2 separate regions of the Anser cygnoides genome follow, and region 2 is linked to region 1. The links are chromatin contacts, called in public Hi-C maps. All regions are on one chromosome and are shown on one strand. The core of a region is the stretch at or near the end of the contact, and the rest is flanking DNA. Distances in the headings are between cores, read along the strand shown.

Region 1 (4,515 bases), core at 2,013-4,512:
GCGATGTGGTTGTTATTTTATGTCATTAGTTTATTTTTAATCCATTTAAGTCTCCGTTTATTTATTTATTTACTGCTGCAGGGGGTCTCCGGCGGCTGCACTCCGGGAGGGTGAGTGTGGGTGGTGCGGAGCAGCCCTGGGCCCCAGCGTGGTTCTTCTTCCCCCAGCTTTTGGAAGAGGCAGGGATCGGCTCCATCACCTGCCTGTCCCCTGATGGCCAAAGGCTTTCTCTGGCACCAGCACAGCTCTGCTGGGCGCAGGAGCTGGAGGCTGCAGGAGCTGCGGCTGCCCCAGACTCATCCCCGCTTGTGCAGAGCAGAAATGCGGAGGGCAGCACAGAGCACAAGCAAGCCACAGGCCATAGGGGCACAGCAAGCCTCTCTGGTGGCTCCCGGAGACAGCTCCCACTATACCAAGTGGGAGCAAAGCAGGCAGCCCAGTAAAGCTCGATAAAAGTTTGGGCCATTGCTGAGTCAGTTCTGAAGCTGGCGATGTGCGGTATTTTCGTGCACCACTTTTTTTTTTTTCCTCCTTTCGGTGCAAATATGGGTGGCAATCTGATTAGCTTATGATTCACCATTTGGCTAATGTCCCTACTTCCCCCAGTCCCCACCTGTTCAAATAACTGCTACTGTAATGTAGGCTGTTAACTTGGAATAACTTTTCCAACCCCTTTTGTAAATGAACTCTGGAAACTGCTCGAACTCTTGTCCATAGGCTGAAGTTGTAATCATTTTAACTTAAATGCTGTTAAAACCAGCTCAGCCTGCTACAAAACTCCACGCGGGCATTTAAGGGGAAGCAAGCTCACTTCGAGCTGCCCAGACTCAACCGAGGCTGGGATCAGAGTGCTGTTTTGGGAGGGCCACGTCTCCAGCCCCAGCACAGCTCCTTACAAAGGCTGTCACCTCCCGGGCAGTGCCACGCAGGGACATTGCAGCCTCACTGGTCCTGGGATCTGATCCAGGCTGGCAAAGCCACCCAGCTGCAGCAAACACCCGAGGTGGGTTGGGGCTGGTCGCCTAAGCTCGGTTTCGCTAAGGTCAGCAGCTCTGAGCACACCTTTGGTCAGCCAGTCCCATGCCCACCACTCGTCCTTTCAGCTAAGTCAACATCAGCCAGTTGCTCCCGTGACCCCCATAGGCCCTTTGCTCCAATTTAAACAGATCAATCAGGCTCAGGGAAACTTCACAAAAGACCTAAATTATGCAAGCTATGCAGTGCAAGCCAAAAAAAAAAAAAAAAAAAAAAGTTGGAGGGAGTAATGGTGGTACTGAGCTAACCAGAGGAATGGTTTGTTCTGTTCCCAAACTGACCACGACAGTGCGACAGGAAGGTTAGACAGATCATTTTGAGGCTGTGAGAAGTCCACATGCATGTCAGCTGCTGTGCGTACACCCTCGAGAAGACCACTAGGCAAACCCCACGTCTCGCCTAGCCCTCTGACCGCGCAGCCCTCTGCGCCCCTCCACAACCTCCCCTGCCCAGCCCTCCATCACCAGCATGGTGCACCTCATCGTGCTCAGCTCTCGCTGTCCCACGGCCACAGACCTCTCTGATCCTCAGCCTGTGGGCCCACCCGGCCCCAGGTCGGCAGGCTGGGGTGTGCACGGAGCTCCCCGTGCTGCGGGATGGACGTGGCCGGTGCAGAGGTGATGGGGAGAGGAGCGGCTGCATGTCCGCGCTGCTGCCGTCAGGATCAGGATCTGGTGCTAGCGCCAGGGCAGGCAGATGCTTTGCCTGTGGGTAAAGGCAGTAGGTTCGCCAAGGAAGTGGATCTCCCTAGGTGGTGTGCTAATTTCACCCCTGGCAAATGGCATTAATATAATACATCAAAGCTGGGCACATTAATAGGAAACCAAGGGAAAGGATTTGCTATACATGCTAGCTACTTTTCAAATGCAAATGTCTGTCTTAAATCAGATTAAGATAGAAGGAAGCCTAGAGAATGCCAATAATTAATACATGATAAAGCAATAAACATCCAGGGCATCAAAAGGTAAAACACAATCGCAGAGATGAAAGTGCTCCTGCTCCTCCGCGGTGCGAGCAGGTGCGAGTCCCCCTTCCCACCTGCGTGGGTCGGTGGTGATCACAACCCGGAGCGGCTGCTGCTGCTGGGCACATCCCTCTTCTGCTTCAAGGGAAATGAGAGGAAGCCTTAAGCTCGGCCAGGGAAGGGGAGACTCCCCGAGATGGGGCGAGCAGTGCTACTGCAGCAGGGGAGCCTGGAGCTGCTCCTGAATTCACAGGCATGGCCCCGGTGGGGAGGCCTCCTGGCAGCGTGAGGATATCTGGCTCCTGCAGCTCTACTTCAGTAGGAAAGACGGGGATGGGTGCCAGCACCTCTGAAAACCTTGGGTGGTCAGGATCTCCCCTGTCCGCTCCGCTGCCATTAGCTGATCTCAGAAGTGCTTTGCACTGCTCCCCTGAATCCTCCTCCCATGAAGAGCAGACTTGGCGATTCCCTGTTCCCCTCCTTCCTCCAGACTTGTATGTTTAATTACGGTTGCAGCAGGGCGTATCTCACCTACCTTGAATCTTAAAAAACGAGCGATAAGAAACAAGGGAAATACTAACAGGCTCCTATGTCTTACAAATCACACGGTCCTGGCATCAGACCCCCCCCGAGTACCCTGTGGTTTTACTTCCTTCTTCAACTGATGCCGAAAAGCAGCGCTCACTCCAGCGTTATTGAGCTTGCAGAAGGCACCCAACTTCAGCAGGCTTTGCCTATCGATTGTACCACCAGATAAGTGGGCTGCCTCGCACGCAGTCCGTGCGTGCGGGAAATGAGCTCCTCTGACGGCAGATAAACATCGCAGTTAATGTTTGAAAGCTGCCGCTCAGCCCCGAGCCCCGGCTGGCTGCAGGTCCTGCTGACTGCTGTGGTCTGCGTACTGGTCCCTGGAATTGGAGGGCGCTTATCTTACCAAGCTGTTCTTTATTTTTAGCCCAAGATACCAGAAAATAAGCAGAAGTCTCTTCCCAGGCCTCTTAGGAGATGTAATGCTGACTTACAGGTTTGTAGCCTGCCCCTAGATCAGAATAGGACTTAAAAATCAAATAGCTAAAAGCTGAGCAGTAACGGTACACTGGGCTCCTCTCCCGATTTGCGATCACCTCCCAACACACAAAACCCCCTCGCTGGCCCCTGGAAGCCCAGGATCACATTCTGCTAAAATAAACTAGAAAAATTATGCAGTTCCCACATGCGTCTTTGACATTTCCCTTTCCCTCGGAGCCTCGTTCAGAGCGCGTGCGGGGCTGGAGGGAGCCGTGAGCACGGCCACGGGGTGGGCAGAGGGACGGTGCGGGCGCCAGCGCTTCCCACCTGAGGTGGCAGGGGTGGAGGTCACAGGCAGAGCTGTTGGCAGAGGCAAAGGCAGTTTAAGTCATTCCCTTTGGACACCCAGTTGGGTATCTGTTGCCCTTTGAGGCCTTTGAGGCCTTTGAGGCCTTTGAGGCCTTTGAGGCCTTTGAGGCTAGTGGCCTGTTTCTGCCCCTACTCCCTCCAGCCCCTTTTTGGTATCGTTTCTGGTGTAAAAGTCACAGTGTCACAGCACGGCTGAGGCTGGAAGAGGAGGACGCCTGGTCCAAGCCCCGTGCTCACGCGGGGCCACCTAGAGAGACCACAACAAGACCGCTGCAGTCAGCACCTGCGGTGGCTGGGCTCTAAACCACACGTCATGACCAGAATCCAGCCAGCCCTCCCTGCTGTCCCCCCGCCCAGCCACTGGGATCGGTCAGAGGGATCGAGTGATGATCCTGATCCACATCTCCATCACTGTGGAGAGTGTGCAGATCCAGGTGTGAGATCCAGGTGTGCTAGCCAGACTGAACACAGAGGAGATGCCAGATGCTGCCAGCGTCGTTAATGTAATGTAGGACCCATGTCACTGCCTGCCTGAGAGCACCTACAGGTCTGCTGAGGCCATAGACAGCAGCTGTTGACCTTCAGAAGACACACTGGTACAGCAGAGAAGATGGTCCGATGGATCTTCCTAGAGGGAACTTCATATCCACTCCGCTAGTGGTTATTCAAGCCTGACCATATCAACTGTTGATAATACCCAAGCCCTCTGGCAGATTGCTGGCGTCAGCATGGACTCTGATCTTTGGCTGCTGCCCAGAGAAAATTATTAATCAATCCAACAAGCGCTATCCTAAGCAAGTCCAAACAGCTTGTGCTCCAGCATTCAGGATTTTGGGTAATATTGAAGTTATGAAAGGTCTGAATTTCCATGTGGCCCTTGAGACCCCTGCAGTTTGGTCCTACTAATTAATGCAATCACCGTGACCAAATATTATAGAAGTGCTTACCACCCTTGGTCAAGGGGACCTCTGAGATGGAAATTACCCTGTCATGGTGCTGAAGGAACGTTGTTTCTCAGACCTGCCTGTAAATTTCTTTCATACAAGAACCAGAAGAGGGTTGCCTCCAAGTCCTCACAAGATGTAGCTGCTTACCATGAGCTGGACTAGGCTAGGGGTGCACCCCTCTTAAAAAAAAAA
Region 2 (4,667 bases), core at 1,831-4,330, 680 kb after region 1:
TTCTGCTGTGTTTTCAAAAACCCTTCAGCTATTCAGTGGTGAGCTTGTTCTTCAGAGGATGGCTGCCATGAAGACGTCCTCCAGAGGTTACAAGTGACCTGTACAGACCTCTTCCCTGTGGAAACTTGTGCTCAGGAGAACCATGGAGCATTTGTCTTCCTCGGGACTGGGAGAGCCCTTGGAAGCCTCCACCCCGCTGAGTCCCAGCCTTCAGACACCTGCCTGAGTGCAGCTCCAGGGAGTGAATGTCCCGGCGATTCTCGATGGGTGTGCGCGAAGGGAAGCGTCACAGCCCTGGTACTTTGGCTGGTCACAGGCGTGTAACCGCTGGGACGTCCAGCGGCACTACTGAAGTCAGGAGGAATTTTATCTGAAGCAGGGCAATTCGCCGTTCATTCCCCTCCCAGCAGAAGGCAACACGTTATGCCCGCTCCAGCACTGGTTGGCGGAAGGATTGAAATCTCACTGTTGGAGTTTGAGCATTAACTTGGTTACAGCTGGCAACCAAGAGCAGTTTCAACAGGCATGTGTTGATATACTTGCTGGCTGCCTGTCTTACAAGTCAGGGTTGTCTGATATCTCACTCATCTGCTAATTGCTTCTCGATGCCAGATTGTCACTGAAATCTGGTATGTCTTCCAAGAGTCCCTCGTTTCTCACAGAAAATGTGCCTAGTCATTCAGGGTGTCTTCAGGCTTTGCTTGACCAAACAGCAATATTAAAAGGGCACTTATTTTTTCTTTCTATTTATTTATTTTACCAGAAATTGCCATTGTCTGTGTGGTGCGGCTGTCTGAAATAGGTGAAACTTTAATGACATTTAATGTTTCTTCTCTGCAGATTTTTGGATACCAGCCTGTATGAGAAGCAACACCTTTTCCAACTCACACTTCTGTTAAATGGTTTAGTAAATAATTAGGAAACTTTTAAAATGAGCCAAAGACTTTCTGCAAGTAAGACAGTTTCTCATCTCCTTTGTTTTTGGTTAGGGAAGTGCGAAGTATGCTTAGTATGCTTTTAAATCTCTTTTTCTTACATTCCTCCTGGAAAGACAAGATGTAAGATAACGGTTTAACAGAAATTTGTTTGCCTTATTATCAGAATTTGTACAGGACTTTCATTTTACAGAAGAGGTTTTACATGGTAAAGAGCTGTAAATTTTGAAGCTGAGAAAAGCCAGAACCAGTTTTCACTGGTCTTCCAAGGGTCCCGCTTCAGGAATATTATCACTTTAAGAAAACTTCTTAATAAATTAGAGTGCATGACTTTCACAGTCATTAACTTCTCCAGTATGATAGCGCCTACAGGTCCATAAATTTTTTTCTTATTCTGAGCAATAAATAGTCAACCTTTTTCACTCCAGAAGGGTTCAAAAGTTCATTGGCATTCAAAGATGCAAAACACCCATGGTGCATAGCAGTAAGAGAAATGCAATCAAGAGAACCATGCCTTTAATGTAATAACATAGAAATTGATCATATCAGTATCAATCATATAGCTACACAATTTATTTAATGCTGTCACTGTGCTTGAAACTATATCAACGCTGTAGTGATGCACATCTGCAGCTGTGTGGTCTTGTGCACTAAAAGGAACGTGAGGATTTCAGATACAGAATCGCCTTGAGGTCACTTCCTCTACAGTCAGGTCCAGACTGGTATTCAGATATTAAACGAACTTATATGGCATTTTTAGAGACAGAATTCATTAAGGTTAGATTCTGTGATCTGCCTAAGCCAATCCGATATTGTATGCGCTTTTCTCCCACCTGCACCATGTTCCTGCAGCTACCTTAGTTCTCCCCTGGTAGCTGCATTTCCATTAGCAAAGAGCTTACTGATTGGCCTCAGAACTAACCCTAACAAAATATTTTTCATTTGTCTCGCTCGAGAAGGCTCATGTCTGCTGACTTGAGGGCAGATAGGACACAGGAGGTTATATCATCAGATCTTTGTGGAATGAAGTGCTTCAGAGCTTTCTGCCCAAATAATTTCACCTTCGTTAATTTGTTTTCCAAAAATCAAGCAACCAAAAAATTGGCAGTCTTCTCTGTGAAATTCCACCAGAGCAATACGCTGAAAGAAAAGGTTTCAAAGTGAAGGTCGGGAAGGTCACGAAATTAAGTGCTTTGACACCCAGAAGTTTCCTGCTATCTCTGTGCTATCACAACACTTTTAATGATATGTTTTACCTAATGCAAATTAATTGTAATTTTTTTAAACAGCGTGATATTTTTCAAATGGATATGTTCATTTTTTTTGTAGAATCTTTGATACATGATTCACCTTCTTATGTCTTTGAGTCTTGCCCATTTGTACTAATTTTGATGATATCAGGCCCCCTATATATATATTATATATATATTTATATATATATAAATATATATATTTTTTATATACATATATATTCCCATATATATATATGGGAATATAAGGAATTTTAATCAAGCGTGTGTGCATGCTTATATATGCATGTATATATATAGATATACATATATGATATATGTATATACATATGGTTCAAGTGCCAGGAATCTCCATTTCTCATTTTTTCCAGTTAAACTTTTGGTTATTCAGCATTTCTGGAAATCCAGGCGTAAGGCTTTCGTTTGCTCGTTTGCTCAGGTCTTTCCCTTAAGCTCTTTTGATAATTGAGCCACTCCAGTCAGCAGCTGTCCTGGAGCACAGCTCTGAGTTAAAACAGTGAACAATGCATGTGCAAACAGCGATCTCTTGCTCTATGTCCACAGTAAGGCGGATGTTGTAAGAGTGGCTGCTGCTGTATATTCTGTGTATTCCATTCCAGGTGGAGTGAATCATTAACTTTTGTCTCAGGTTAGCAGAGATTAGCAGGCAAGCCAAGGGTACTGTATTTGAACCATGTGCAAGAGTAGGTTTTATCTATTTTAGATTAGAGGAGCTGCCTATGAACAGGTGAAGGAAACTGCTCTGATATTGGTGCAGGAAGGGCAGGATTAATATGCCACAGGCAACCTGGCTTTGCCGTATCCCGCACTTATTACACAACCCCTGCTCCTGTGGGGGCAGTGGCCATAGGCTGGCAACGTGACAGAGAAGTGCTCCTATCACTTGGTGTTATTATTTACTATTTGTATAGTGATCGCGCCTAGGAATTCAAGCTATTTATCAGGTCCCTGCAGGGGCAGGCTCTGTGTGCTCAGAGGAAAGATAAAGCCCTTGCAACACAAATCTTGGCCACAGCTGGTGGCAGTTTCGTGCAGCAGACATGGAACCCAAAAGTGACATTCCCAAGGTGCAGAGAAAAATACCTCTGGAGATGCAGAGGTTACACGGCGTGTGCCGGGATGGGATGGCAGGGAGCTCTGGGAATAGTGTTCAGGAAAGGACCCGCTCTTTCCCCTCTCCGAAGTCCCACTGCAGGGTGAGAGCCCAGGCTGAAGCCAGGAGGGAGGTCAGCCAGCTTTCCCTCATGGATAACTGGACAAGGAGTAGGCAGCAACCTGTGCATCTCAAGTTAACTGAGAGGTATTTCTTTTATCTATAGATGCCAGTACTTCTTGAATTGTAAGCATTTTAGAATTTCCGTGCTTTCTTTGATGTAAAATTTAACAACTTGAAGGGTGCAGTCACAGCAGCAAAAGTTAGCTTCTTCCCAGCCCAGCTGAGATCCTGGTGTTGGCTTCTGTATCCCATAGCCAAGCACCCAGGCACTGCGTGCTGGCCTGGGTGGTACCTTTTGGCGTAGGGTCTGCTCTCAGAAACTGATAGTCCCTTCTAAAAATCCAGACCCTTCTCTCTTTCTTGCCACTTACTCTGTTTTTTATATTTGTAACCCTTGTATTGTGGTTAGCTCTTTTTGCCTCCTTCTTCCTGGCATCACATGTTTGCGTGAGCACTTTTGCTGACTAGAAGATATTTTTTTCTCGTTGAAAGCAAGGCTTGAATACAGTGATCTGCTCAAGCTTTTGCGGGAAAAGGTTAAACTGATGAAGAACTGGCAAAGGGAATGAAAGTTGTGGTAAGAAAAAGTAAGAAATAAGCAGGTTTGGTACTTGCACCTGGGCTTGAAAGAAGAATACACTCCATAAAAATGCCACAGAAAACAAAGTACACAAACAATCTCTGAAGAGAAACTGCATTGAGGTGCTAAAATAATGACAGGAGCTACAAAGCTGGAGATCTCAGCAGAACCACTGGCACTCACTGGGTGAAGCACACACTTCATGTTAGCCATGGCCTATTGCTTTTCTTCCTTAACCAAGAGCAGAACATCTAGACCACATATTTTAAATAATTTTGATGTGTAAACCATTGGATTTAAATAGAACTTAAACCTGTTTAGGCATAGTGTCACAAGGATCCTTACTTACAGTGGTTTCACTAAGACTATTAGTACTGCAAATAGGATGGACAGTTTTATGAAGGCAGTTTGCCTCAGCCAGCCAGCAGAAGGACAGATGAGAAGGAATTTTTAATCAATTTTGTAAATATCAACATGTTTTTTTTTGTAATGGTTTGGGGAGTTGACCTTTGCCTTGAACCTCACATTTTGCTTGTGGCCTAAAGGAGAAATGACTGTATTGTGAACATGCCTTTGTTCCTTGCAGCAGGAAGAATAACAATGATTGTAGGGTTAAAGAAAGCTAGATTATTTAAACCTGCACTGCCAGGAAAGTGCTCTACACT

Evidence for each region. Hi-C and Micro-C count contacts between places; a contact is called where the count stands out from the background.
Region 2: a Hi-C map of liver shows a contact between it and region 1, with 7 times the contacts expected there. The contact joins two enhancer-like sites. A contact is called at or near these places in 2 of 7 Hi-C or Micro-C datasets (both in liver).

What each region holds. Positions count from the first base shown.
Region 1 is chr2:149,308,404-149,312,918 of Taihu_goose_T2T_genome, forward strand. No RefSeq gene overlaps it. Among named protein-coding and RNA genes, the nearest start is that of EXT1, 8.0 kb to the left of the region's middle. Within about 2 kb of position 3,263, at least 2 of the 3 cell types and tissues checked have open chromatin away from gene starts, as enhancers often do. A contact at or near this core is called in liver, where this site is marked.
Region 2 is chr2:149,985,666-149,990,332 of Taihu_goose_T2T_genome, forward strand. All of the region lies in intron 2 of DEPTOR (DEP domain containing MTOR interacting protein), which reads left to right. Among named protein-coding and RNA genes, the nearest start is that of DEPTOR, 6.3 kb to the left of the region's middle. Within about 2 kb of position 3,081, at least 2 of the 3 cell types and tissues checked have open chromatin away from gene starts, as enhancers often do. A contact at or near this core is called in liver, where this site is marked.